Linked DNA regions of Mus musculus: regions 1, 3, 4 and 5 are each linked to region 2. The links are chromatin contacts, called in public HiChIP or PLAC-seq and promoter capture Hi-C maps. All regions are on one chromosome and are shown on one strand. The core of a region is the stretch at or near the end of the contact, and the rest is flanking DNA. Distances in the headings are between cores, read along the strand shown. Region 1 holds the start of Tbc1d8b (TBC1 domain family, member 8B). Region 2 holds the start of Prps1 (phosphoribosyl pyrophosphate synthetase 1). Region 3 overlaps Atg4a (autophagy related 4A, cysteine peptidase). Region 4 holds the start of Ripply1 (ripply transcriptional repressor 1). Region 5 holds the start of Morc4 (microrchidia 4).

Region 1 (5,385 bases), core at 2,655-5,154, 770 kb after region 2:
TTGAGTTGGGGGCTTAAGCAAAAGAAAAGCTTTGGGTTTCTATGACATGGACAAAAAAGGGTTAAAAATTCCCTTTATTACATGTGTGTTTAGAGAAAATCATTTAGAGTGATTCATAAAGTATACACAAATATAAAATGAAAGATTACATCAAATATTTTAAAATAAAGTGCTTTTTTCAAATGTAACCATGCTCTAATTACACAGATGCCTTAATTTCAAAGGGATAGTACCAAAGTAAAAGAGGAGATAAGGAAACAGAACTATTTATACTCTTTTGTTTTAATGTTTGTTTTCAACCGGTGTTCTACATGAAATTAAAAATAAAAAGGTCTGCTGATGGTAACTATAAATCCAGTGTCTAAGATCCTTCTTACCATTATTCAGGTATGAAAACTTCAAGAGTAAAATTCTTTCAACAAACACCCAAGACTTCCTGATTGGCAGGTCTCCCTAAGCCACATTCAGGAGAGTACTTAACAGGAGGTAGTCTACGTAGTGGCTCTCATCTGCCAAGCAGAGAAAATTGCTGATTTGTGCTTAATAAGCCAAGTATGCATAAATTATTTTAATTACATCAAACAAGGGGCTAAATTTAGCTGCAATCGTGCAGTCTTTACCTTTCTCAACCAAGGGAGAATGTGAGGCAACTAGAAAAACCCAGGGTAAAATAGTCTCTAAATAAACAAGAAACCAAAGCAACAATAACAACTTTGGGTATAACAAAAAATTTTTTACAAAAGTTCCATTCTGCTGTAACCTAGGATAACTAAGAAAGACAAAGTTTGATAAATGATCAGTAATCTAACCAGATGCCCACTAAAAATATCTTATAATTCTAGAAAAGGGACCTTGGGACTCTAATGTGAAGATTCTTTTGAGAGAATCATCATTATGAAAGAAAAATTAGTTCACCAAGCTTAGTGTGGTAGTGAATACCTATCATACCAGCATTTGGGAGGATGAGGAAGAAAAACTGTCAGTTTGAAGCTGGCCTGAGCTATATAATTAGACTCCCCCACTCAAATGGAATCAACTAAATTTCATCAAATCTATACTCAAGATATAATATTATGGGGGTGGGGATTACTCCCAATCATCGCATATCAAAGAAAACAAATTTTAAAGTACAATTATTAACATTTCTCAAAGGTCACTGTCATTTCTCCATTATACCAAACATAAACTAATCTTATAAAGGGATAGTACGTAACACGACAACATATCAAATACATAAAATGGGCAAAGGCAGGTTTATGCTGGCCTATACTGATGCTCTGATGAAAGCTAATGGAAATGAGGACAGCACAGCTCTTAGCTCCACAAGTTTAACTAAGAAGGCAGTAGTTAGGCAGCCATGAAAATCAGCATACACTTTTGCTCTGAACCAAACGGAACAACAACAACAACAAAAACATTTAAAATATCTCTTTGCTCCTTTTTGAGTTATTTTGTTAAATTTATATGACTTTGGTGGTTATTTCAGGCATGTTATTGTCACAAGGAAAACAGTCATGCAGATACAAATTGACTATAAGTTACTCATCACAGCACATATCTGCAAGTGATAGAAATTTTCATTTATTTCTTCAGACGAAGTTCCTTGTGTTCTAGCAATGGGGAACTAATAAAAGAGGTGAGTGGGGTAAAGAGAAAATCCATTTTAATTGACCTGTTTGATACCACAGAGAAAGGGGGATGGGACCCTCACAGATGTGAAGGGGGAATGGGTTGAAGAACTTTGGGAGGGGGGACCAGGAGGAGGACAACATTTGGGATGTAAATAAAGAAAGTAATTAATTTTAAAAAGAAATTTCTATTTGAATGAAACTGTCATTTCAATGAAAACTTTTCTCTAAAACAACTTGTAATTTTTAAAGTTCAGGAAAAAATGTAAAATGCTACTTTTATTATAGGGGCAATTTTTGTTCCCATACTGCCTGAAGGCCCTTTTTAGAAGTTGGATAAGTCAGATGATTGTTAGTTGTAAAGTCATATATCTCATAGGACATATGAATTCTATCCACATTAGAGGAGGCTCGCCTTAACATAAACATACCTTTATGAACATTATCTTACAGTTTACACGCATATCTCCATAGAGTAAGCACCATTCTTTTTAGCCAAAGAAGATCAATGTCACATAAGCCACGAAACTTCTTCCTTCAACCCTTCAGTAGTCCTTTGGTTCTGATTCTATTTTTTTCTAGTAAACTAGTTAATCTTCCTAGTCTACTTCCACCCTCCTCTCTCAACCCAGCACTTTAAAGGCAGTGACCAAAATTATAATTCTAGCACAAAGTGGTACCTTAAGATTGCATATATGAGACTTTATACCCCATCATAGGTGGAATCAAGAGTGGTAAGGCAGGAGTGGGTGATTGGTTGAAGGAGCACCCTCATAGAGGCAAAGAGGAGGGGGGCAGGGAGATATGGGATAAGGGGGTGTGGAGGGGAAACCAGGAAGGGGGATAACATTTGAAATGTAAACAAATAAAATGATCAATAAAAAAAGAATCTCAGAAGAGAAAAGCAGTTTAAACCCACCATAAAAAAAAAAGATTGCATATATGAAAGAATTTGATCAATGCCATCCAACAGGCAAGAGGTAAGGATATGATCAAAATTCAGGTGGTCAGATTTTTGCTTCTTCCCTCTACATCACCCTCCCCAAATTAAGCTGCTCCACCACTTCAAAGCCCTAATACCAAACTAAGAATTACCATGAAAAACAGCTCTTGTCTCTCCAAGGTCCAAATTTGTAAAAAGCCCCTATGGAAGACTAAGGATCTAAAAACAGCCTTCTTTGTAATCTTCAGACATGGACCAGTTTTGAATTAAGATTAACAACTGTGGGAGACTGGCTTAGAAGAGTTGAGTCTCCTTCTTGTTTAATTGGTTTGGTTTACACATCTTTGAAAGAAGGGGCAGAGCCAAACTCACTGGAGAGAAATGTACTCTTAGAAGAATACAGGGATTCCAAGGGTTGAAAACTTGGATATAGCAAAAGACGCGAAACTGAGAGGAGGTGAGTAATTCTGAGGGCTACTCCTTCACTTCCCCAGCATCAAGCAGCCCCATGCCCCGACCCAAATCTCACTTGCAGCCTCTCTCTCAAGGTGTGATTGGGGCACTTCGTTCTCCTTAGGATTCCCATGTCCTAGCAATGCCCCTCACACACTCGCACTCACTCCCTAGGGTGGTGATTATTTGTATAGGTTTTGGAAAAAAAGTTAAGTCCACACCCGCGAACCCGCTCTCCTCGCCTGTCTTAACGGGACTAGTCTAGCTAGCGCACTGCACTGCCCATCAGCCCCCTTCGCCATGGGAAGCGACCCATCAGGTACTGGAAACCCCCTTAGCTTCTCCTATCGCGGTAAGACCCAAAGAGCAACTGGGAGTCCTGTGCAAGACAGTCAGGACGCGGTGGTAGCAGAGGAAAGGTGGTGGCGGGAGCAGAATTCCCCAGTCAGTCGCCCTGGGTTTAAGATGAGGCAGCGGGCAGCGACGAGTAACTGTTTGCCTTGCCACCTATTCAGTGACAGCGGACCCAGCCCTAACGCAGGTGTAGCTGGCCACAACCTCTTACCTGTAAGTCCCCCTCCTCCTTCTTCCCCGTAGCCTCGACGCCTTTGCAGGACAAAGTACTCGTTGGATCTTTCCATCAGCCACAGCTTCAGCGCATTTTTCAACAGCACTTCCTCGGGCTTCAGCCACATCTTGAAGAACTTTGTGCCGCCTCGGGAACGGAGGCGACCTATTTGTCCTCCTCACCTCCACCCTCCCAGCCTGTCTTTACCCCTCTACTTCTCCTCCCACCAAGTCTTCCGTTGGCGGCGGCGCCTCCGGAGGTTTTCCACACTTCCCCCAACCGTGCCTTCTCTCCCACGTAGGCAGAGAGAGTGCCAACTCCCTCCCACGGAGCTACTGCCAGACTGGGAAATAGCCCCGCTTCACCTCCTCTTGGGAGTTGTAGTTTTCTATCCACTTTTCCCGTACCCGGTCTAATATAGCCCTAGACTACATTTCCCACAATGCACTGGGTTACTAGTTGGGTGGGTTGGGGGCGCCTTTGAGGCGCTCCCGCCACCAGTTAAGTGAGTTTAGCCTGTGTAAAGTTAAAGAGGGTTTTCTTTTGTCTTTTTGCTTCAAATAAGCTAACCCCGTGTATGACAGCAGTGTTCCTAGTTCTTTTATAGTGAGAGGACTAGTTTGTTGAAAACAAAGTTTCCGGCATTTTTGAGTAATGGCCCATCCAGGAAGCAGTAGCCTGCAGCAACTTCCATTTACTTTGCGCCTATTAGGTAGTAGGTGATTTCTCAGGTAATCCTCAGGGAAATCTTTCAAAGTGGATCCTCCGCTTTGCTCGCTAAGCGCTAGCAAGCGAAGTTACTTACCCACGCTCTCACAGTGGGTGAATAGACTTGTTATTCAAAAGCCTTGCCTAAATTAAATTCTGTCCATTCATACCAGAAGAATGTAAATCTCAGAAAACACTTCTTCACACACACACACTTGCGATTATCCCTTCCCCCATGCTGCCTCTGTTTATTTGACTACTGGCTGAAAAATCTCTACTCCAACTTTTTAGGTATTTCTTTTTTTTTTTTTTAACCTTAAAAAACAAACAAACACCCGAAATTCCTTGCAGGGCAGGGCAGCCTATTTTCTTGATACCTTGACAATGCTGCACAACAGCCTACGCACTAAAATGAAAGAGTTCTGCTGTGAGGAATTATTTGAGGGCTGGTTGTTGTTATTGTTGTTGTTAGGATAACTCAATCCCGACAGGAAAAGAATAGAGTGAAAGTGAAAACTGGCTTACAGAAAGAATGCAAATAAAAGGTCCTGAGAAGTTGGCAAGGTATTCAAAATAAAGATATAGGGCCATGTGGCTAAGACAATGGACTGGGACACTCAGACTAGGAGTCCTGGAGCCAGTGAACTCTGCCCCAAGGAGTGTCTCCAGGCTAAATCTTCCAAGACTTGGGCGGTTTCTGGCGAAGCAGGTATATGTCACAAGCAAGTATTTATTTTTGTGGAAGAAAAACGCAACCATCACCACCACCAACAAAGCAAAATCCCAAGGCAGAGTGTTTCCTAGCGCAAAGTCACCCTTTGAAGGTGTATTAAGGCACATCGTTTCTCCATTTCTTCACAGTAAAAGGTCAATAAATGCAGCAAATGTGGATAGCCTTTGTCTTCCTTCATTTGTACAGTTCCAGCCGCCATTGTCCGTCAGTATGCTTATGGTTCTAGTTATGGCAAAGAGCATCAGGATTGGATGGTTCCTTCTCTGTACGCTGAACCCAGCCAGGGCTACCCAGATACTCTGTCTTAAGATCAGGCCCACTTCCAGCTTGGAGCTGGAGCTGGGGATTTAGA
Region 2 (4,930 bases), core at 2,221-4,720:
GCTGTTATCCATTACTTATGCCTCTATCCCTTAAGCTGCTTGAAAACAAAAGATAAGGTAACTCTAAACTTTAGCATTTTCTTCAAAGCTCTTGGCAAAATTATTAGTCTTCAGGTCTATAAGACTTATAATATTGATTTTAACAAAGTTCTTGCTTTTGTAACTACAGAATATATAGTCTCACTATATGTAGCCTGGAACTACTTCTGTAGATTGGACTGGCTTCTGACTCAGAGATCCTGCCTGTCTCTGCCTCCCCCAGTACAGAGATTAAAGGTGTGTGCCATCACACCTGTTTCTGACCCTTAGGCGATCTGCCTTATCTACACAGCTGGGAGGTCAGCCTTATCTATAGAGTGAGTTGCAGGACAGCCAGTGCTACAGGAAAACCTTGTTGCCGCTGGGCAGTGGTGGTGCACACCTTTAATCCCAGCACTTGGGAGGCAGAGGCAGGTGGATTTCTGAGTTCCAGGCCAGCCTGGTCTACAAAGTGAGTTCCAGGACAGCCAGGGATACACAGAGAAACCCTGTCCCGAAAAACAAACAAACAAACAAAAAAACAAAAAAAAAAAGAAGAAAAAAGAAAGCTTGTCACCAAAAGGCAAAAAGAACCACCCAAACTATTCTGCAGTCAGGCATGGTGATGCAGGCTTAATTATACTTTAGGGAACAGAAACAGTCAGGTTTCTAAGTTCCAAGGACAGACTGGTCTACACAGCAAGCTCTAAACCACCCAGGTCTACTCCCCACCTCCCCAAAACACTTAGCAACTCACCCAACTTTTACCATGATTTGTAAAAATTTTGCTTAATAACCAACATTTCAGCTGTTTTTCTTTTTTTTTCTCTTTCTTTCTTTTTTTTTTTTCTTCGGGACAGGGTTTCTCTGTGTAGCCCTGGCTGTCCTGGAACTCACTTTGTAGACCAGGCTGGCCTCAAACTCAGAAATCCGCCTGCCTCTGCCTCCCAAGTGCTGGGATTAAAGGTGTGCGCCACCACGCCCGGCTTCAGCTGTTTTTCAAAACCAAGCTTAGAGCTGAAACTTTAGAGAGCCTGTTTAGCAGTTATAAGATCACAGGCTGCTCTAGTAGAGGACTGGAGCTCTGATTCCCAGGTCCCACATGGTAGCTCACAACCATCTGTGACTCCAGTCCCAGGGGATCTAACATCCTCTTCTGACCTCAACAGGTACCAGCCATGCACAATATATGTATATGCAGGCAAAATATCCATATACAAAATAACTTAAATCATAAAAAGCCTTATCCAAGTTGGGCTTAATCAAGATTAATCAGTAGAAAACTATGTTGTTCTCTTCTCCCATGACCACCACCACAAATATAATCTCAGTTTCTGGTGTGTTGCATTCTGCAAAGGGCAGAAGGATTAACAAACGGACAAAACAGTCCTCACATCACCCCCCCCCAAAAAAAAAACATAGAAGATTTAACCAAAGTGGCCACAAAACCCCACATTAAATTAAAAAAATATTCTTATCCCCTAGCTAGGCTGTTCTCAAAGTCTGGGGCTGCTCTGCTTTCTTTGAGGCCCAGGAGTAATAACGGTCAGAGATAAAAACAGCAGCTTGCACACCTCTTTTGACTAAGGTATTGCCTGGTTACAGATGCTTTCAGTGTTTGCACTGCCATTTGCATCACAATTAACAGCATGCTAGTCCTGGAAGCAGCCATTATTACAGATGAACTTTAACTAACACACACAGAAACAATTTAAAGGAAAGACTACAAGACGTTTAGAAATAATCAGAAAGAATAAATCTTATGTAATTTAATTGATCATTGGTTTAAAAAAAACTGACCCCTAACAGCTGACTGAAAGATTGTAGACTGTGGAGGTAGTGATGGCGCAAGTCTGCAAGCCCAGTACTAAGCAGGCAGTGAGAAAAGCAAGAGGATAAATGTTTGAGTCCTGTAGACTACCCCCCAAAACAAACAAACAACCCTAAAACCAAAATTAAAATAAGTGAACAAAAAAGCATTATTGTTAGTGTTCTTGATTTCATCTACTACAGGAAAACAATACAGTGCTCTAGAGGATCCTGTATATAGCTGGAAGGGGGCACTAAAAGAAGCACGGTCCAATAGTGCATGTGGATGATGACTGGGGCTAAGACAGTTCTGTTAGCAATTTTTCGGAGACCGTCTCACTACATAGTCCTGACTAGTCTAGAGTTAACTATGCAGACTAGGCTTGCTTCAAACTTGCTTCTCCTGCTCTTGCCTAGTGGCATGCGACAGCACACCAGTGCTGGGCCACGAGTTTTATAGCAGAGCACCAAAAAGACGACATTCAAATTTCCCTTTGCTGTTTGAGCTAGCTCTTCCACTGCGTTATTATTTTGTCACTGAACACTCACGTGTAAGTCGTTCCCTAAATCCTCACGCATTTAACACTAAGAAGTGGCTACAATGGAGGAGGGGCGGAGTGCTTGTATTATTATGTCTGCCAGTAGCGGAATTGGAAACCGTCAAAAATTCGAATTCTACAACTAAGGTTTCCCTATTTTTTTGGGATGACTTAAGCTGAGATGTCGAAGATCAAGGATGTTGAGCTCAAAGCAACCACTTTACCCCATCTACTGAATTTAACTTAAGGGTGGTTTGATTCCTCGACAGACAGGATAGGAAAAGCCGACACCGTGCCAGTCTAAGGGAACGTGGTAACGTTTTCGCGCCCTCAGAACACAATGTTTCCCAAGACCAAACCAGAACGCTACCATTTCCAACCAAAAAGCTTTTCAAATCTAGGAAAAAGACCACGATGGGGCTCAGAACGCCATAGGTTCTCTGATGTACACCAGTCGACGCGCGGAAAGTGAACCGAATCCAATCTACTGGCTCCACAGTGAAGCGACAAGCCACGTGTCCCCATGCCCAAAGCTAAGCGCCCGTACACCTCCAGACATTCCAGGAGGCCATTACCCCCCGACATTAGATCCTCCATCCCCAACCCCCAAACGTAGCGGCCTCAGCTCCCATCTCCATCTTGGCTCCACCTAACCGCGCGCAGCGAGGATGAACGCGACCCTCTCGGGAGGTAAAATAACGGAACAACCCGCGAGGCAAGCTAACCTCTGCTGCCCCTTTCTGCCCATCCTCTGCTGCCAGGAAATCCCACGGCCGCTCCATCCCCCGAGTTGCCATGGCCTGGGCAGGTCAGGTACACTCAAGGTACCAATTGCGTCCTTACCAGGTCTCCTGGTTGCTGAATTTCTTAGTCACCACCTTGCCTAGCTCAAGGCCCAGGCGGTCAGCGATTTTCTGGGATAAGTCCTGGTGGGAGCTCCCGCTGAAGATTTTGATATTCGGCATCTTGGGTAACTACCTCAACGTGCTCAGTGGTCGCCGCCGCCGCCGCTGCCAACACGGGAACGGAAGTCAGCAGGCAGTCTGAACACCAACAGTACCGCGTTGCTACTCCGCCATCTTACATTCCCGCCCAGCGCGCGGCATTAAATTGCCCAGGGGGCGGGATTACAAAGGAAGTTCTCCACCCAGCCTTTTCTGATTGGTTGGACGGGTGTGAGGGGCGGAGTCTTCCGGTAATGTTGCCGCCCAACCACTCTCTGGTAATTTGTTCAGAGGCGTGAAACGGGTTAAATTAAAGCACTTTTTACATCACAAAGATAGCCACAACGCAGGCGCATCGCAGGCAAAGGGCTTGTTTACCAACTCTAAATACCAAGTGTACTTTCTACCTGGAAGGCAAGCCCTAGGGGAAAGTGACTGAAGGTGAGTCACCCTGGGACAATGCGAGAGAAAGTTAATGTTTTGTCCTTATCACTGGATTCTAGTTTGCTCAATTAGAGAAGGAGTGTGGCTTTCCCCAAATATCTGGGTGATAAAATTATGATTAGCTAAAGATTGGAAGAAGAAAAAGTAAAGTATTATCCATGAAGAACCCTGAAAGAATCAGCATAGTGTTTAAGTCTGCCACAATTACAAGGTAATCTGGCTAACCTAGCCTTTTACACACGCTAACTGGACCAGTGCAAACTTGTGCAAACTAGTGCAGACTCTGTTTTAACAGTATTCCAGACAGCCATGAATTAGATGTAAAGGAAGAGTCACACAATTTTAGAATAAAAAAAAAATCAGTACCAAGGTGGCATACACCTTTAATCCTAGTATTCTGGAGGAGGCAGGCAGGCAGATCTATGTCAGTTCTAAGCCAGACTGATGTACAAAGGGAGTTCAGGGCCACCAGAGATATATAGTGAGATCTTGTCTCAAAGCAGCAACAATCAACAAAACCAAAATCATGACTACCAGGTATGGTGGTACATGCTTATCATCTTAACACTAAGGAGACTTAGTCAGGGGGGATCATGAGTCCCAAGCTAGCCTCGTACACACAATGTGACTCTGAGCCAGGCGTGGTGGCTCACACCTTTAATTTCAGCACTCTGGAGGCAAAGTGAGATCCAGGACAGCCAAGGAGATACAGAGAAATCCTGTCTCTAGGATTAAAGGCATGCAGCATCACTGCCCAGCCAGGCTTTGACAGCTGGGCACATTGGAATTATCAGCACTTATGAATTGGGCTTATCTCTATGAGTTCGAAGCCAGTCTTGTCTAGTGAGTTCCAGAACAGCTAGAGCTACATAGAGAGCCCCCTGCTCTCTCTGTATTGTTGCTCTTAAAATTGTCCGGCAAGGAGCTAACCCAAACCACTTTGGGGACTGAAGAGATGGCTCAGCGGTTCAGAACAAGTATTGCTTTTGCAGATGACCCACATTTGGTTCTCAGCACCCACATCCAAGTGGCTCATAACTGCCTGTGATGTCTCTGCCCTCCAAGGGCATCTGTATTAATATGAAACATTGTGAAAAATAATTTTAAAAAATGAATCTTAGAAAAAGTGGGGCTGGAGAGATGACTTAGTGGTTAAGGGCACTAGCTGCTTTTTCA
Region 3 (4,789 bases), core at 2,127-4,626, 530 kb before region 2:
CAGCACAATAGGTGATGTACCTACCAATCGGGGAAAACTTCCTTCTGTATGTAAACCATAGACGAGCACTTATATCAGACAACAGCTTAGATTTTTCTGTAATTAAATGTAAAGTTAAAATTAAATCACCATATCCCATCTTCTTTTTTTAAAAAAAAATGCCTACATTTGACTTTTATGCCAGCAGCAACCTTATTCTCAAATAGTCAATCACGTTGATTGTTACAGGACGTTCACAGGAAACCTCATCTCATTGGAGTCTCATCATTCCAATCCTTCCCTTTACCTTCATTTTCACCAGAGCTACTCTAAAGATTCTTCTAACTATTCTTCTAGAATAATCTAAAGATAATTCTATGATCCTAGTTCTCAAGAGCCTGAGGCAAGAGGATTACAAAAGCAAGGGCAGCAAGTAGTGGGGTGGGACTTAACTTGGGATTGAACTCAGACTCTGCTCTTACTGTGTACATAAACTTACTACTCACATTTTCTGAGCTTCTGTTCTCTCGTCCATAAAAGAGGAGTAGCAATACCTACTTTATTGAGGAGCTATAGTATTAAACAAGATAATTCATATAAATGCAATATATACATACATATACATTTATAAAGCACTTAGTTGATATCTAGTATGGAGTATGTGCCAAATATTGCTGTTATTCTATGCCTGTCCCTTTAAACATTTACATAGGTCACTTTTACAGGCTCTATACCTTCTAACTTGGCTCTATGCTAGGAAGGAATGCAAAAAACAAGAAAAATTAGTTTGACAGACATTTCCCAGCCGAGCACAGTGCTGAATGCCTGTAAATGCCAGCAGTTTGGAGGGTGAAACAGGAGCACTGCTGTGAACTTGAGGCCAATCTGGTCTACATAGTGAGTTCTCGAATTCCAGGTAAGCTTGAGGTATAGAGTACAACCCTTTCTCAAAAACAAAGGGAGGGAAAATATTTGCAAATTAGTATCTAAGTAAGGGCATATGTGGCACCCTCGATCCCCTGTTGCTTGGAAAGTAGCAATAGAAAGGGTTCTCCTCTACCCCCTCACTTTGTCCTAGAGAAGGAAGGGAAGGTCTAGAAAGAAAACGGCCCTTTCCCAAGTTAGAGTTCAACAACATCTCCTCACCATTCAGAATTCTCCAATAAAATACTGGGGCCTTGCTCCTGCCCTTTGGTCTGACTCCTCCCTTCCCTTACTCTATGCTAAGGGTTTCTGAAGATCCTTTCTTGGGAAGTCATATATCCCAACACAGGCTTTTGGTAGATGGAGAGTCCTTTGTGGTTTCAGAGCACCAGGTCTTTGCTACTATGTAAGAATGTTGTGTTAAGTGGGAAAACTCAAGCCTCCTTTCTATCTACTGCAAGTAGATACAAGTTCTATATAAAACCAGAATCAACTATGACAATGCAATTATTAGAAGAAAATCTGAAAACAGATGATTTCTTGTGTCTGATATTACTTCTGACAGTTGTGTTTGTGTGGAAGAAGCACAAGGACATGATAAGAATAAAAACTGTATAGCCCAATGACTAAATCCTGGCTAGTAATACTATGAATGATTGCATGTGTTTGAATCCTATGTCTCCTGGAATGGGGACAGGACTTCTTTACAGAAAAGAATAAAGATATGTTGCTTTTGCAAAATGTTCAAACAAAAACCCAAATCATGTAAATGACCTGCTAAGGTTTCTCAGGGTCTTGGAAGAAACTGTGAAACAAGCAAGTTTTCATTTGCTGCTTAGTAATCTGTGTTGCAGTAGTTTCAGCCCTTGTCAAGACAAGGTTTTATCAATCCAAAAAGAAAACTGAGAACCTCTTAGCCTCAGGCATCCATGTTAGCTGGGTCCTCCCCACCAGTGCCACCAGGCTTACCTGTCTTAAGGGGGTGCTGCTTCCCCAGAATCCATACCAGCTCATCTGTATCCGGGAATTCTTCCAGGTAGTCAGGGAAAATAAGAATCTGGTTTTCATACTTGGACATAACTAAAGGAAAATGAAGACACATAAACACATTTTCAGAGATACGGCTTACTCCTGTGATTTGCTGACTTCTGCCTTTGCCCTGAAAGTAAAAATGTCATCAGGTTGATGCTAAAGGAATATTTGCTAAAGGAATATTTAAATATATTTGAATATTTGAATATTTAACCATAGATATTTGAATATTTAAATAAGTGGGTGCACAGCCAGCACTTTATTGAGTGAGCCACCTTTCAAGCTCTTCATACTTCCTTTGACCGTATTTTCATGATCCCATTTAAATGATATCTGAAAATCCGCATGCCCAGATTTAGTTTAAAACTTTTCTTTCACGGAGCCTTCTTCATAAACAGCCCCTTAGGTAGCTTCTCCCCACAAAAGTAGACCAAGGTAAGATGGTAATACTGGTACACTTGGCTCTTGCCTGTTTCCATAGAAATATTTCAAGGTTTATATGGTGAGGTTTCTAGGAGCCAAGGAGGCTGCATTAAGACAAGAGAATGTGGAATTGTAAGGATGATAACATTATAGCTAGAAGACTAGGTATTTTTACAGTGTTTTTATTTTCCATCTTACTTACATAATGGCTTATACAAAGAAGGCTCTTGAGGCTGATCATAAATAGAACTTGTTCCTGAGAGTCACAAATGACTATTGTGGTGTTGTGATATAATAAGAACTATATATTTGCTCTCTGTCCCCATTTTCTGGCACACAGCTCTGAAAATCCCTGTGATTTCCTGAGCACCAGGATGTCAGAAGTATCTTTTTTTGTTCTATTATTTGGCCTTTGACCCTAGTTCTGGACTCTGAGCTCCAAATCCCTTGAAATTTCCTGGGTGATGAGAGTACCTTCTGTTCTAATACGGCTGCTCTTGATGAGCACTCAGATGTGGCTAGTCACCTGTAAAACTAAGCAATGACTGAAAGTGTGGAAACTTCATTCCAATCCCTACTCTGCAGGAAGGGAAGAGGTTAGAAATGGAATAAAAAGTAGCTCACGCATGCACCATGAAGCTTCTATAAAACATTCCCGAATGCCACTGTTTGGGGAGTTCTGGATATGTTGAACACATAGTAGTACCTACCGAGGGAACAGAGGCATCCCCTCCTCCACCTCCCATACATATCTTCTGTTTGGCTATTTATCCGCATCCTTTGCAATGTTTTTTTTAAAAAAAAAATGTCTGTAAGTACTTCCCAGAGTTCTGTACGTAAGCCTTGCAAATGATTAAGCCACAGATGGGGAGAAATGGGGGACAGCCGTTGTCATGGGGACTACACTTTATAGCTAGTTAGTCAAAAGAGGAAACCACAAGCTAGGACTAATAGCTGTTATCTCAAGTGCAGGCAAATCGAGACTGAAAGTTTACTCTAAGATCTGACCCTAACACCAGGTGGACTGACACTGTAAAATCAAATTAAATCATAAGAGACACTGTTGGTGTTTGCTAAAGAACTGGTTCGTTGAGAACCCACCCCCTTTGGACACAAATGTTTTCAGGGTTGCTGAGTGTGGTAACTATGAGTACCAAAAGCCAGTTTTCCTGTCACATGCAGCTACAGTTAGCTCTCAATTCAAGTGAAATAAAACAAAATCTCATGAATTCTCAGGCTATACTTTCAGAACATACAAGGTGTTCAAGCTTATGTTCACTTTTATGGGAGGGAAGAACGGGTCTGCTCAAAGACTAAAGACAGATCCATGTAGGGGCCCTGCATCCAAATGATTTCTAAGTCATTTTCTTCTGTGCTAATAATGAGAATATAGGTAGTAAATAAGTTTCTAAGCTAGCATGTCAAAATCTGTTTTAATCTGTAACCAGAAAAACAAACTGGATAGTTATACTTCACAAATTTATGTCTTTGCATGAGAAAATACATTGTGAGTTGAAAGCAAAGGCATGCAACATTTACCATCTCTTAGTTTTGGACGCTCCCTACCCCCTTTCCATAAAGAAGCTGAGCAAGAATAGGGGCCCCTTTGTTCAGCCGCCAGAAGCTACAAGGGCTCTCCTAAAGCAGTCCCTAAATGTCCCCTGGGTGTATTTTCCTGTGTGAGCAGCACTGTGGGATATGCTTAAGTCACTTGAAAGGCCAGATTGTTTGGGATTTGTTTTCTAATTTAGAACCATGTTGTCTTCATAGAAATAAATGTTACTAAGTATAAAGGAGCCCTTGCCAAACATGAAAGCAGGTGTCTCTGCTCAAAAGATTTGGTCAGAGGTTGAAGTCATAATCCATGCAATTACTTTTAGAAACACAGCTAAGTGGGTGTATTTTCTTGAAATGTATCACAGAACTCTTGTCTTTCAGGAATTTAAGTAGCCCTTCTCCTTTGGTTTGTTTTCATTACTAAGATTATAGGCTCTGTAGTGTTTCAAACTTAAAGAAGTTAGATATGAGATGGCTATCTCATTCCCCAGAGAACATTCTGCCAGAGAACCTGTGCCCTCTTAACCTCTCTGCCTCTGGCCTCGGGCCCTGGCCCACACACAGGAAATACCAGGCTAAAAATGACCATTCAGGTCAAGCTCTTCCCAGGAGGTGGTGGGTGACAGAGGCAGGGCAAATCACACGGTGTACCTCTCACCCTACCCTCGAGCCACCACAGGCAGGAGAAACCAAGTGGAAATGCACACCCAGTGCTCTTCCACGGTGAGAAAAAAAGATAATTTTTAAGGAGCTTGAGAGCATCATGGGAAAAGTGATAGCCTTGCATGCACCCTTTGTGGGGACAGATGACACTAGATAAATGTACAGCATGTATACATAGAAACCTTGGATCTGTTTTTAGTACAGGCTGAAG
Region 4 (4,593 bases), core at 470-2,969, 670 kb after region 2:
TATACTTTTTGGGTGGAAATTGTTTCAAAACATCATGATATAATAAAGGAGGTAAAACTTCGCCTTACTCTCTTACTCCCAGAGCCAACAGTTGCAGCATCCTTCCCTCTAACTTTTTAATTTTTTTTCTGTGCATTCTGTACATTCCACATTTTTTCCTTATCAAATGGGATTATCCTAAGGGATATTTTCGAAACTTGCGATGTTTTTCACTCTTGAACACACTGGCTGTTTACGCATTCTTCCACCAGAACATTCTTCCACCAGGACAGTTTTAATATGAAGTCGTTTTCTTTCTTTTTTCTTTTTTTCCCTCTTTCTGGGAATAGGGGTTGAAGCCTGCTGTGTGTTTGCTCTACCACAGAGCCATATCTTTAGCTCTGTCCTTAACTTTTTTTTCTTTGCTGTACAGATCTGAATAAGGTCGGAAGTCATGCTGAGTGGCGATCAGTGGGGTCTCCATAAGAAACCCATGGACAAAATTCGTCACAGCATTTAGCATCCAGCTTTCACAAGCTTGTGCATTGATGACATGATTTTGACTATCTGCTTAGTATGTGATTACAAGATTGGCCACAATTAATAAATCTAATGGGTTTCCTATTATTGGACACTGAGGTTGTTTCTAATTTCTGACCATTACAAGCCAGGCTGTGATGAATATTTGAGACACTAAGTCTGGGCAGGTGCTGGCCACTGAGATCAGGAGAAATATTTTTGAAACCTCTAAGCATGAAGTGCTTGCCAGTTGTTGTAACTGGAAGCGTTTTGGCAAAGGCCCAAAAGCTGGCTAATGCCAAGGACTCTGCCTCAAACCTTTTGGCTCTCTAGGGTCACTAGTCATTACCCAGCTCTTTGTCACAGAGGGTTCAGGTTGGCAGGGCCTTGGGGACCCACTGAGCCAGCACCCTCGTCTCACGTGAGATGAGGCCTGGGATGGTCCTTTGGCCAGCCAGTGCTGGGCAGAACCCTTCTAGTCTCCAGCACCTGGGCTCCTAAACTAGAAACTGAGCTGTGGCATTTGGAATCTGCCCTGCAAACTCCCTGGGCCCGCTCTGCTCCCCACACCACACCACTCTCTGCGGAGGCGGTGGAGGGGCTTTAGGAACTTTTGCAAGTCAATTGAGCAGGGAGAGGGGTGGGGAGGGAATTGAAAAGATGACTTGAGGTTTGCCCAGCAGGAGACTGGACAGGCCCCACCCAGAACCCTTCTTTATCCTAAGCCACATGACATACTTCGTGGCAGTGACCCCGTATCAGGGACCACCTGGCAAATCTCCTTGGGATTTGAGCTGAAAGAGCTGGTGAGTCTGTCACTCTTCTTTTCTCACTGGGAACCAGCTTTGCTAAAGGCTCTTGTATTCAGCCTTCTGTCCCAGACAAGCCTGGCTGCCTTTGGGTACTAATGAGAGCCCCTCCTTCCCACCTTGGGTCCTGATCCTGCCTGGGGAATTCACACAAATGGTGTGAGATTTATCCCTTCTTTATTTTCCTTACTGACTTGGAGCTGTAGCAGACCCCTCACCTCCTCCCCAGACCCTGTTTACTCAACTGGGAGAGATTTCACACCCAAGAACACAGCTCTCTCTCCAAGATCCCCCTCCCTAGATCTTTACCAGCATCCCTCATCCCCCATCCTTGCATTGCCTGAATAATTGATGAGTCAAGGCAGGGCTTATAAAAGGGTCTCTAGGGGAAAAGCCAAAAGAGTGCTGAAGGTTCTGAGAACTGGAAGAGCTGTCTGGCTTGGTGTCCCAAGGATGGACCCCGCTGCCTCTCCTGCTGCTGCCCCTCCTGCTGCCCCTGCTGCTGCCCCAGCTGCTGACCCTGCTGCTGACCCTGCTGCTGCCCTCCCTGGCCAGGCCTTGGCCCAAGCCCCTGCCCTAGCACAAATCAATGGACAAGAAGGTGCTAGGAATGAACGGTAAGTGCAACTTAGCCTTTGACAGTCTGAACCCAGGCTTAGGGAGCTGCGGGCAGGAGAAGGTGTGACGCCCATGGTGGTGTCTGGTTCTCTTTGAAGGGGAGAGACAACAGAGAGCCTCAGCCCTTCTTCTATACCTTTGGCTGGAAATAGTTTGCCTCACGTATCATTCCAGGTGACGGGGAAGGGCGCTGAGAGAGAGAGAGAGAGAGAGAGAGAGAGAGAGAGAGAGAGAGAGAGAAAGAGAGAGAGAGAGAGAGAGAGAGAACATTGCCAAAGCTGGAAGCCAAGTAGCCTGAGCTTCATAGGGAGTCCATACAATTCACTGAGGGAACAGGAGAGGCTACTGTGGAAGCTAGGCTTAACGCAACCTGGACTATGGGACCCAGATGGTAGCAGGTAACATAGAGTGACAGGGCCAAAGTCTGAAGAGGCCTTTTGTTGGGGGGGGGGGTTGCTGCCTCTGTCCTGAGCATGCCACGTTTCCTTTTCCTTGTCTCTGAGAGTCTAGAGGAGAAGCAACAGGCCCAGGAGTATTCGAAACCATTTCTCTAATTAGGAAGATGGCAGGGTTCTGTTCTCAATTCTTTGATATCAGAAGCTGGCAGTAAGATAGATCCTCCCTATACAGCAGGCATTCTCTTCTTCCAAACATTTCATGTTCACATTCAATCAACATTTGCTCAAGCCACTCCTTGCACAAGGTAATGTACTAGGGCTTGGCTAGGGGCAAATGTGCCCATACATATCTTTCATCTTAGAAGGGCTCCATCAGACAATGACAAAGCAGTGGGGTAAGAGCAGCGATGACATTGTTGGAGCAGAGAGGAAGGGTATCTGTCCCAGACTTGGCTCAGTTGTCAGGGAACCAGAGGAGTCCTGGAGCACATGGCTTGTGAGTCAAACCTTCAGAGGAAGCCTGTGTTTACATCTTGTACCAATTTATCTCTTTGTCACAGGGCAGCTTATCTTTGGAGACCCTGGCTGTCCTCTATAAACGACCAGCCAAGGCAGGCGAGGAGTCTGGTGGACTGGGTGAGTTTGATGCCCTGTGACATGTTTGCACAGACACTTACAGCCATGTCCCTTCTCAGAAATCCCCTGACCCCAGTCCCAGGATGGACAATCTGGGAAGGCATTTTGCCAACTCTGCTAACATTTCATCCCCACAGTAGCTCTAGGAGGAAGGCAGGACCAAAGCTTCCATGACAAATGAGACTAGGAGATCAAAGCATAGCGTGGGTAAGGGACCTGGGCTGGACTCGCAGTCAGTGTATTATGTATGGAGCTGGTGCTGGGATTCAGGTCCCTTGGTGCCTTGCCTCAGAGCTTACTTACTCTTCTCCCTGAATGTTTTGTCCTCTAAGAGAACTCTGCCCCCTGTATCGCCTCCAAATGGGCACTGAAAGAAAACACTCCCCCAGGACTTGTTTTCAACCAGCTCGAAGACAGACCCCTTGCTGTAGGGCAGGGCTGGGAGGTGGCTGGATCCCAAGGCATGCCTAAAGCATGGAGATTGTCAGAACCTGCAGGTTTCTGACTTTTCTATGGGAGAGGCAGTTAAGCCACATGCTCGCTTTTGCTTTGGACAGGCTGATAATAGGGCGACAGCGGCTGAGGCTGCCAAGACTGACTCTGACTTCCATCACCCGGTCAGGTAAGCTTCTGGCGTTCAAGTTCAGACTATGACAAATAGCCACAAGCACTGCATACGCTCATGACAAGGCCATGATGCAGGAGGAAAGAGGCCATGCGACTTAATAGGCCAAAGTGACTTGCCCCTGAGGCCCTCCCTGTCCCTGAGCTCTCAGAACGAAATCCTGTGATTCCAACCAATGAAAGATCCCTTAGTAGGAAAAGAGGCACTGGAATGACGGAACTGTTAGTGAGGCTGGCACTAGAGTTGTGAGGCTCTGGGGTGACTCACTGTACCACAGTGGTAGGCCTGTCAGAGGTGATGTCCCTTCCGGGAACCATTTTGTAGCAGTTGTAAAGGTTCTCTGCTAAAGCTCCTTCTTCCCTCTCAGCCTTTCACTGCAGCTGGTGACTGGCTTGGGCTTCTTTCTTGGCCCTACTGGCCCTTCTGCATTTGAGATTTGCCTAAGGTAGGTGCCCTGTTTCTTCTCTGTCCACAGGCTCTACTGGCCCAAGTCCCACTCCTTTGACTACCTCTACAGTGCTGGGGAGATATTACTAAACAACTTCCCTGTCCAGGCCACCATCAATTTATATGAGGATTCTGACAGTGCAGACAATGAGGAAGACAAGGAGGAGGAGGAGGAGGAGGAGGAGGAGGAAGATGATGAAGAAGAAGAGGAAGATGAAGACAAAGATGTCAATGAGAATGAACCAGAAGTGTGTATGGGGGTATCAGAGGCCACAACACATAAGGCCACAGCTCATTCCCCTGACCCACACTCGGCCTGTCCAAATTGAAGCAATCCCAGATATACTTGGCACGTTTCCAAGGGCATCGATTCGCAAAGAGTCTCCAGACACAGCTTTTCTGGATTGAAACCAGTGTCCTCAGGCTGTCTAGCTCCCCCCTGGCTTTCCTGATTGGCCTGCAAGTCTAGGCCTCTGGCATGCTCTCGTCTGGGCTGCTCTTGTGCCAACAGTAGGAGGTTCTTCAGGCCTGGGAGGGAATAGGGAGGCTTGATTTCTGAAGC
Region 5 (5,015 bases), core at 118-2,617, 580 kb after region 2:
CCTGAGCTAGGTAATGAGTGTCTCAAAAACAAATCACTCAGTTGGGAAAGCGCTTGCTGTGCAAGGAAAAGGACCTAAGTTCAATCCCCAGACCTCGTGTTCTTAAAAAAAAAAAAAAAAAGGAAAAAGCCAGGGTTAGTGTCCTTTTGTAATCCTTACCACCACCACCACCACCGAGAGAGACGGAAATAAGCAGATTGCTGGCTGGCTAATCACCCCATGCTTACTTAGTGATTTCTAGGCTGTTGAAAGACCCTGTCTCAACAAACAAGATGATGACCTTTGGCTTCCATGTACAAATGGACACGTGAAAACCTCGCCACCCATAAGAACACATATACACCTGCGTGCGCGCGCGCACACACACACAGAAAAAGGAGTCTGGAGAAGTGGCCCAGTTGGTAAAACATTTGCCATACAAGTCTGAGAACCCCAGTTCAGATCCCCAGCACCCACATAAAAATGACTGCAACCCCAGTGCTCACAGGGTTGGGAGTAGTGATAATGGTGGTAGGGGTGCTTGCGTAGTGTGCCCTTCCAGGACCTGGGTTTGCTGTCAACACTACATGATGACTCCACAGCACAGGTAAATGTAGACTCACAGCAGGCATGCCCTTTAAAAGTGGAATATAGGGGCAGGGAAATGGCTCAGGGATGAAGGTGCTTGTCACAAGACCTGAGAACCCCAAACTTACAGAAGGTGGAAGGTGAGAACTTAACTCCCTCAAATTGTGTGCTGATCGCCACACGTGCACACAGACACACAATCACACAAAATAAGCAAGCGCAATAATTTTAAAGACTGTTGAAAAAGCATGGCTGTGTGAGTTTGGAACCGCAGTCCCAGAGACACCAGGCCTTCAAATGTCAGTGGTGTGCAAACGATGCGCCCCCAAGAGCACAAACACACAAAGCTGCATATTACTTTATGCGCATCCTATAACATAACCAACCCCCTATTTGCAGCGAGTAAATTCAGTTTCTCCTACTATAAAGTCTCCCTGCCGGTTTGAAGGATCGGTAGGCCGTTTGCCAATTGCATTCTAGAAAGTTCCTGGTGCTTCCATAAGCTTTCGAAGTAGCTAGTGGGAATAATTCCCCTTAGCTCCAGCCTATCTTCCCAGATAGCAAAACTGCAGTCCTTCGAAATTCAAAGACTTGTCTTATCCTGCCTGTTAGTCATGAAGCCTAAGTGGGACTCCAGAAATCCCATGCACGCTCTCCCTCCTCTTGCCACATTCCCGCCCCTCCCCACGCACCGCCATCCCCCCTCCCCTCGCGCTTTCCCGCTCGGCCGCCTGGCCTATGGCAAACGCCAAGAATTAATTAGGGGCGGGGATGGAGGAGCGTCTGTCAGGAGATCGCCATATTTCTGTACGGCCCAGGGGCAGCCCTGGCAGTCGGTGGGTCAGGAGAGGTGCTGACAAGGCGGGGCGGGCAGACGCTGGGTTCCTCCGGCTTCACCCCTCCCGCTGGGGACAGGTGGCTGCAGCGCGCCCCGCCTCTGCCAGCTGCGAGTGGGAACGAGAGAGGGCCAGTCCGGGACGGCCACCGCCAGCTGCGAGTCGGGGGACAGCGCGATCTAGTGCGGGGACAGCCGGCCCAGGGGTCCGGCAGCAGCAAACCGGTATCCTGGCGGCCAAAAAAATGCTCCTGTACCGAGGGGCCCCTGCGGGCCCCGGAACGCCGGGAGGCGGACTGGCCCGGGCGGGCAGCGTCCCGCAGGCCTTCAGGATCCGCCTGAGCACGGTAGGTCCGGGGGCCCCCGAGGGGACGGACTCGCGCGAGCGCGCCCGGGTCCCAGGGCTGCGGGGGGCGCGCGGGGAGGGCTGGGCGAGCTGAGGCCTCACGCGGGACGGAACCTTCTCTCGCCCCCAGATGAGCCCCCGCTACCTCCAGAGCAACTCCAGCAGCCACACGCGACCCTTCAGTGCCATCGCGGAGCTGCTAGGTGAGTGACGAGGGCGGGCCGGGTGGCGGGTCGCAAGCCCGAGGCAGAGGTGCCAGCGTGGTGCGGTGGACGCAAGAGGAATGCACGAGGCGCGTGGGGCGGGTCCTCTCGGGACGGGCTGGGGGAGCTCGGCCACCGTGATCTCTTAGGGAGGGGGACAGGGAGGGTAGGGTGGGGTGGGATGGGGTAGGGTGAGGTGGGGTGGGGTGGGGTAGGGGGGCGACGGGACTAGATCGTGCCTGGAAAGCCGAGGAAGCGAGGTGTGTACTAAGAGTTTGGTAGGGTTCCCGCGCTGTTGTTCTGTCTGGATCGTGATGTTCCAGTCACTTTAGGATTCTTAGTTAATAATCAAAGAGCAATGCATAAAAATATCGGGCCCCGAAGCGACTGGATTTGACCAAGGCTGGCGACCGACAGAGGGCCCCAGGCTGGCAAAGGAACAGTGCAGAGGGCCCTGTAGAGTAGTTGGAAAGATCTGGAAATGACTTCTTTAACTTTAGAGACTTAAGTCTAGGAATGATGGGCCATCTCTTAGATGATGACACGAGTGCATTTGGCTCCCGGAGACTGCAGAGGGCTGGGTCCGTAGTCCACGAGCGCCCTCACACCGCTGGAATGAATACGGAGGCCTTAAGGACTTAACCTCTGGGTGCACCGGTGCTCGCTCAAAAAAAAAAAAAAAAGGAAAAAAATTCACTTGATTCCTTAGAGCTGAGTGCATCGCTTCTGCACTAATGTACTGTTCAAAAGGCAAAGATGAAAAGCAGTTCTGCGCAAAATGCAGCAGAGCAAGCACATTATAAATATTTCAAAAACTGAAAGAAGGAAGACAGATTTATATGGCTAGTTAGCACAGAACAAGACTCTTGAAAATGGTTTCAGAGCCACATGAATGAACCCCAGTGGGGACGTAAGCCACCACTGTGGCCATGCCAGGAGACTTGTTTTCCTAAAGATGTCGGTGAGCCACAGGAAGAGTCAGAAGAGTTATTTGGAAGGTGCTGGAGGATTCTGATGATTAGTTTGGCTATGAGCCCAAATGGTATAGAGTAGGTTGCTGATTGCTTTCTAGAAAGTTCAGGAGGAAAGTAACATTGATGATACAGCTTGAATTTCCAGACTGAGGTGACTCTATCGTTTAGGTTTTCCCCTATGGTTTTTTCTTTTTCTCCTTCCTTCCTTCCTTCCTTCCTTCCTTCCTTCCTTCCTTCCTTCCTCCCTTTTTTTTTCTTTTGAGATAGCGTCACATTATGTAGTCCAGTTGACCTGAAATTTGCTGTGCAGATCAGGCTGGCAGTCAGCACACAAAGATGTGCCTGTGTCTGCCTCCCAATGCTAGGATTATAGGCTCTTGCCACTGTACTCAGCTCACTGGATGGTATTTTTAAAGCATTAAATTAAAAAACATAGACCTGGGCTAATGTGTGTATATTATGTACATATATGTGTATACACAGATTTTCTTATAAAAAAAAAACCAAGTCACAAATATTAACAGGGAAAAGGAACATCAGAGTGTTTATTGATAATCCCAAACTTTCTTTTTTACTTTTTCTTCAAGTGTTTTCTCTACTTCCTCATGAATTTTTAGGAAATCACTCATTTGATAAACATTTATTAATCATCTACTATGCACAGGGTCACCAAGATAGGTAGAAAAATGGATATGACCAAGTTCTACTTTATTAACAGGTATGATGAAACATGTAAAAAGGTTTTATCATTTCTGTAGCAACCTAGTAGAAAAGGACGTGTGCAAAGAGAAGCACACACGTGCTGCAGGCGTACAGAAGAGGAGGGACTTAAGATTATCAGGACCAGAAGGGGGGTCAGAAAGACTTCGTAGAGGAGGGGACACTTGAGAAGAGATTTAAAGGGTTGGGACATGTGGATATGGTGAGTGTAGGGACATTCCACTCACAAGTAACAACTGGATGAGCAAAACCATGAAGAATATCCTCTAGGTCTTTGAATTTAATTAGAGCACTGAGTTCACAAATAGGAGACTGTACACCTTTAAAGAGTTTACAACAGGCTTTCGAAAATAACGTTGTAGCTTTAGCCTTGGAAGTGGGTGGCATTTTTTTTTCTCTTTCCAAGTTGAGTAAACAAAGGTCTGGGAAATTAGTGTACTTTTCTAAGGTTACATGTCTAGTAAGTGACACTTTGGGCTGCAAGCACAGGTCATTTTACTTCAAATTCCAAGTAGGAAATGAGGTTAGAAAGGTGAGCTGGAACCAGGATGTGACTGGGAGGCTTGGCATTTGACCTGTTAGCCTGACAAGGAGACGTCCTGATTAGATCTCTGCTTCAGGATGGTTGGTCTCACAGGAGTGTAGCTGGAGACGTGGATTTTAATGACTGGTTCTGAAGCAATTGCAGTAATACCAATGAGCAAGAGTAAACCTTGTGTACTAAGAAAAGGACCTTAAGAGTGGGAAGAGCAAGATACAACAGAGCCTGAGGGCATCTAGAGCAGAAGGACAGATGGATTAAAGATGACTTTTAAAAACGATTTCTTTTTTTATGAGTATGAGTGTTTCACCATGTATCTAAGTGTCCCACATGCATGAGTGCAGTGCCCATAGAGGCTAGAAGTAGGTGTTGGTTCCCCTCGAACTGGAATTATAGACAGTTGTAAGCCAACATGTGGGTACTGGGAACCAAGCCCAGATTCTCTGCAAGAGCAGCAATTGATTTTTAACCACTGAGCTATCTCTTCAGTCCCATAAAAACGACTTTTTAAATAGGAATCAAACTCACAGTTTCACACATACCAGGCAAGTATTCCACTGAGCTAAAACTCCAGTCCCTAAAGTGGGTTTTGAGATTTATGCTTGCCATTTGAATGTAGAAACTCACTGTGTGTGTTTGTCTCTGTCTCTCTCTCCCTCCCTCTCCCTCTCTCTCTCCCTGCCCCCCCCCCCGTGTGTGTGTGTGTGTAAAAGTAGCCTTGTGACCAAAGATGATGACCTTATATATTTAAGTATTTGCAAGCCTGTCCCTGACAACCGTGCAAATATCCACGAACTGGAACAGGAACAGATAGGAGGCTTGTGAAATA

The links. Promoter capture Hi-C pulls out the DNA fragments that hold promoters and counts their contacts. HiChIP or PLAC-seq counts read pairs in DNA pulled down with a chosen protein or histone mark.
Region 1: a promoter capture Hi-C map of pre-B cells shows a contact between it and region 2, with 7 times the contacts expected there. The contact joins the promoter of Tbc1d8b here to the promoter of Prps1 in region 2. A contact is called at or near these places in 5 of 39 promoter capture datasets (the 3T3-L1 cell line, hippocampal neurons, liver and 1 more) and 1 of 115 datasets of contacts at active chromatin or transcription factors (astrocytes).
Region 3: a contact with region 2 is called in a promoter capture Hi-C map of the HPC-7 cell line. The contact joins the enhancer-like site here to the promoter of Prps1 in region 2. A contact is called at or near these places in 4 of 39 promoter capture datasets (the 3T3-L1 cell line, the C10 cell line, the HPC-7 cell line and 1 more) and 1 of 115 datasets of contacts at active chromatin or transcription factors (the 230-238 cell line).
Region 4: a contact with region 2 is called in a promoter capture Hi-C map of liver, with 2.5 times the contacts expected there. The contact joins the promoter of Ripply1 here to the promoter of Prps1 in region 2. A contact is called at or near these places in 6 of 39 promoter capture datasets (the 3T3-L1 cell line, 3T3-L1-derived adipocytes, embryonic stem cells and 3 more) and 1 of 9 other capture datasets (adipose tissue).
Region 5: an H3K27ac HiChIP or PLAC-seq map of the NIH/3T3 cell line shows a contact between it and region 2, with 11 times the contacts expected there. The contact joins the promoter of Morc4 here to the promoter of Prps1 in region 2. A contact is called at or near these places in 10 of 39 promoter capture datasets (the 3T3-L1 cell line, 3T3-L1-derived adipocytes, cranial neural crest and 6 more), 5 of 484 Hi-C or Micro-C datasets (embryonic fibroblasts, nephron progenitors and uterus) and 4 of 115 datasets of contacts at active chromatin or transcription factors (the NIH/3T3 cell line, astrocytes, embryonic midbrain and 1 more).

Annotation. Positions count from the first base shown.
Region 1 is chrX:139,683,515-139,688,899 of GRCm38.p6, reverse strand. It overlaps Tbc1d8b (TBC1 domain family, member 8B), which reads right to left and starts at 3,904. Exons shown (of 21, transcript NM_001081499.2): 1 at 3,590-3,904. The coding sequence starts at 3,719.
Region 2 is chrX:140,455,143-140,460,072 of GRCm38.p6, reverse strand. It overlaps Prps1 (phosphoribosyl pyrophosphate synthetase 1), which reads right to left and starts at 3,470. Exons shown (of 7, transcript NM_021463.4): 1 at 3,210-3,470. The coding sequence starts at 3,331.
Region 3 is chrX:140,983,473-140,988,261 of GRCm38.p6, reverse strand. Atg4a (autophagy related 4A, cysteine peptidase) reads right to left here. Exons shown (of 13, transcript NM_174875.5): 2 at 1,873-1,983; 3 at 25-96. Among named protein-coding and RNA genes, the nearest start is that of Atg4a, 29 kb to the right of the region's middle. Within about 2 kb of position 3,376, at least 36 of the 459 cell types and tissues checked have an H3K27ac peak or open chromatin away from gene starts, as enhancers often do. A contact at or near this core is called in the HPC-7 cell line, where this site is marked.
Region 4 is chrX:139,779,479-139,784,071 of GRCm38.p6, reverse strand. Ripply1 (ripply transcriptional repressor 1) reads left to right here and starts at 1,719. Exons shown (of 4, transcript NM_001037915.2): 1 at 1,719-1,924; 2 at 2,884-2,959; 3 at 3,517-3,581; 4 at 4,060-4,391. The coding sequence starts at 1,761. The coding sequence ends at 4,360.
Region 5 is chrX:139,868,006-139,873,020 of GRCm38.p6, reverse strand. Morc4 (microrchidia 4) reads left to right here and starts at 1,367. Exons shown (of 17, transcript NM_001193309.1): 1 at 1,367-1,749; 2 at 1,879-1,951. The coding sequence starts at 1,648.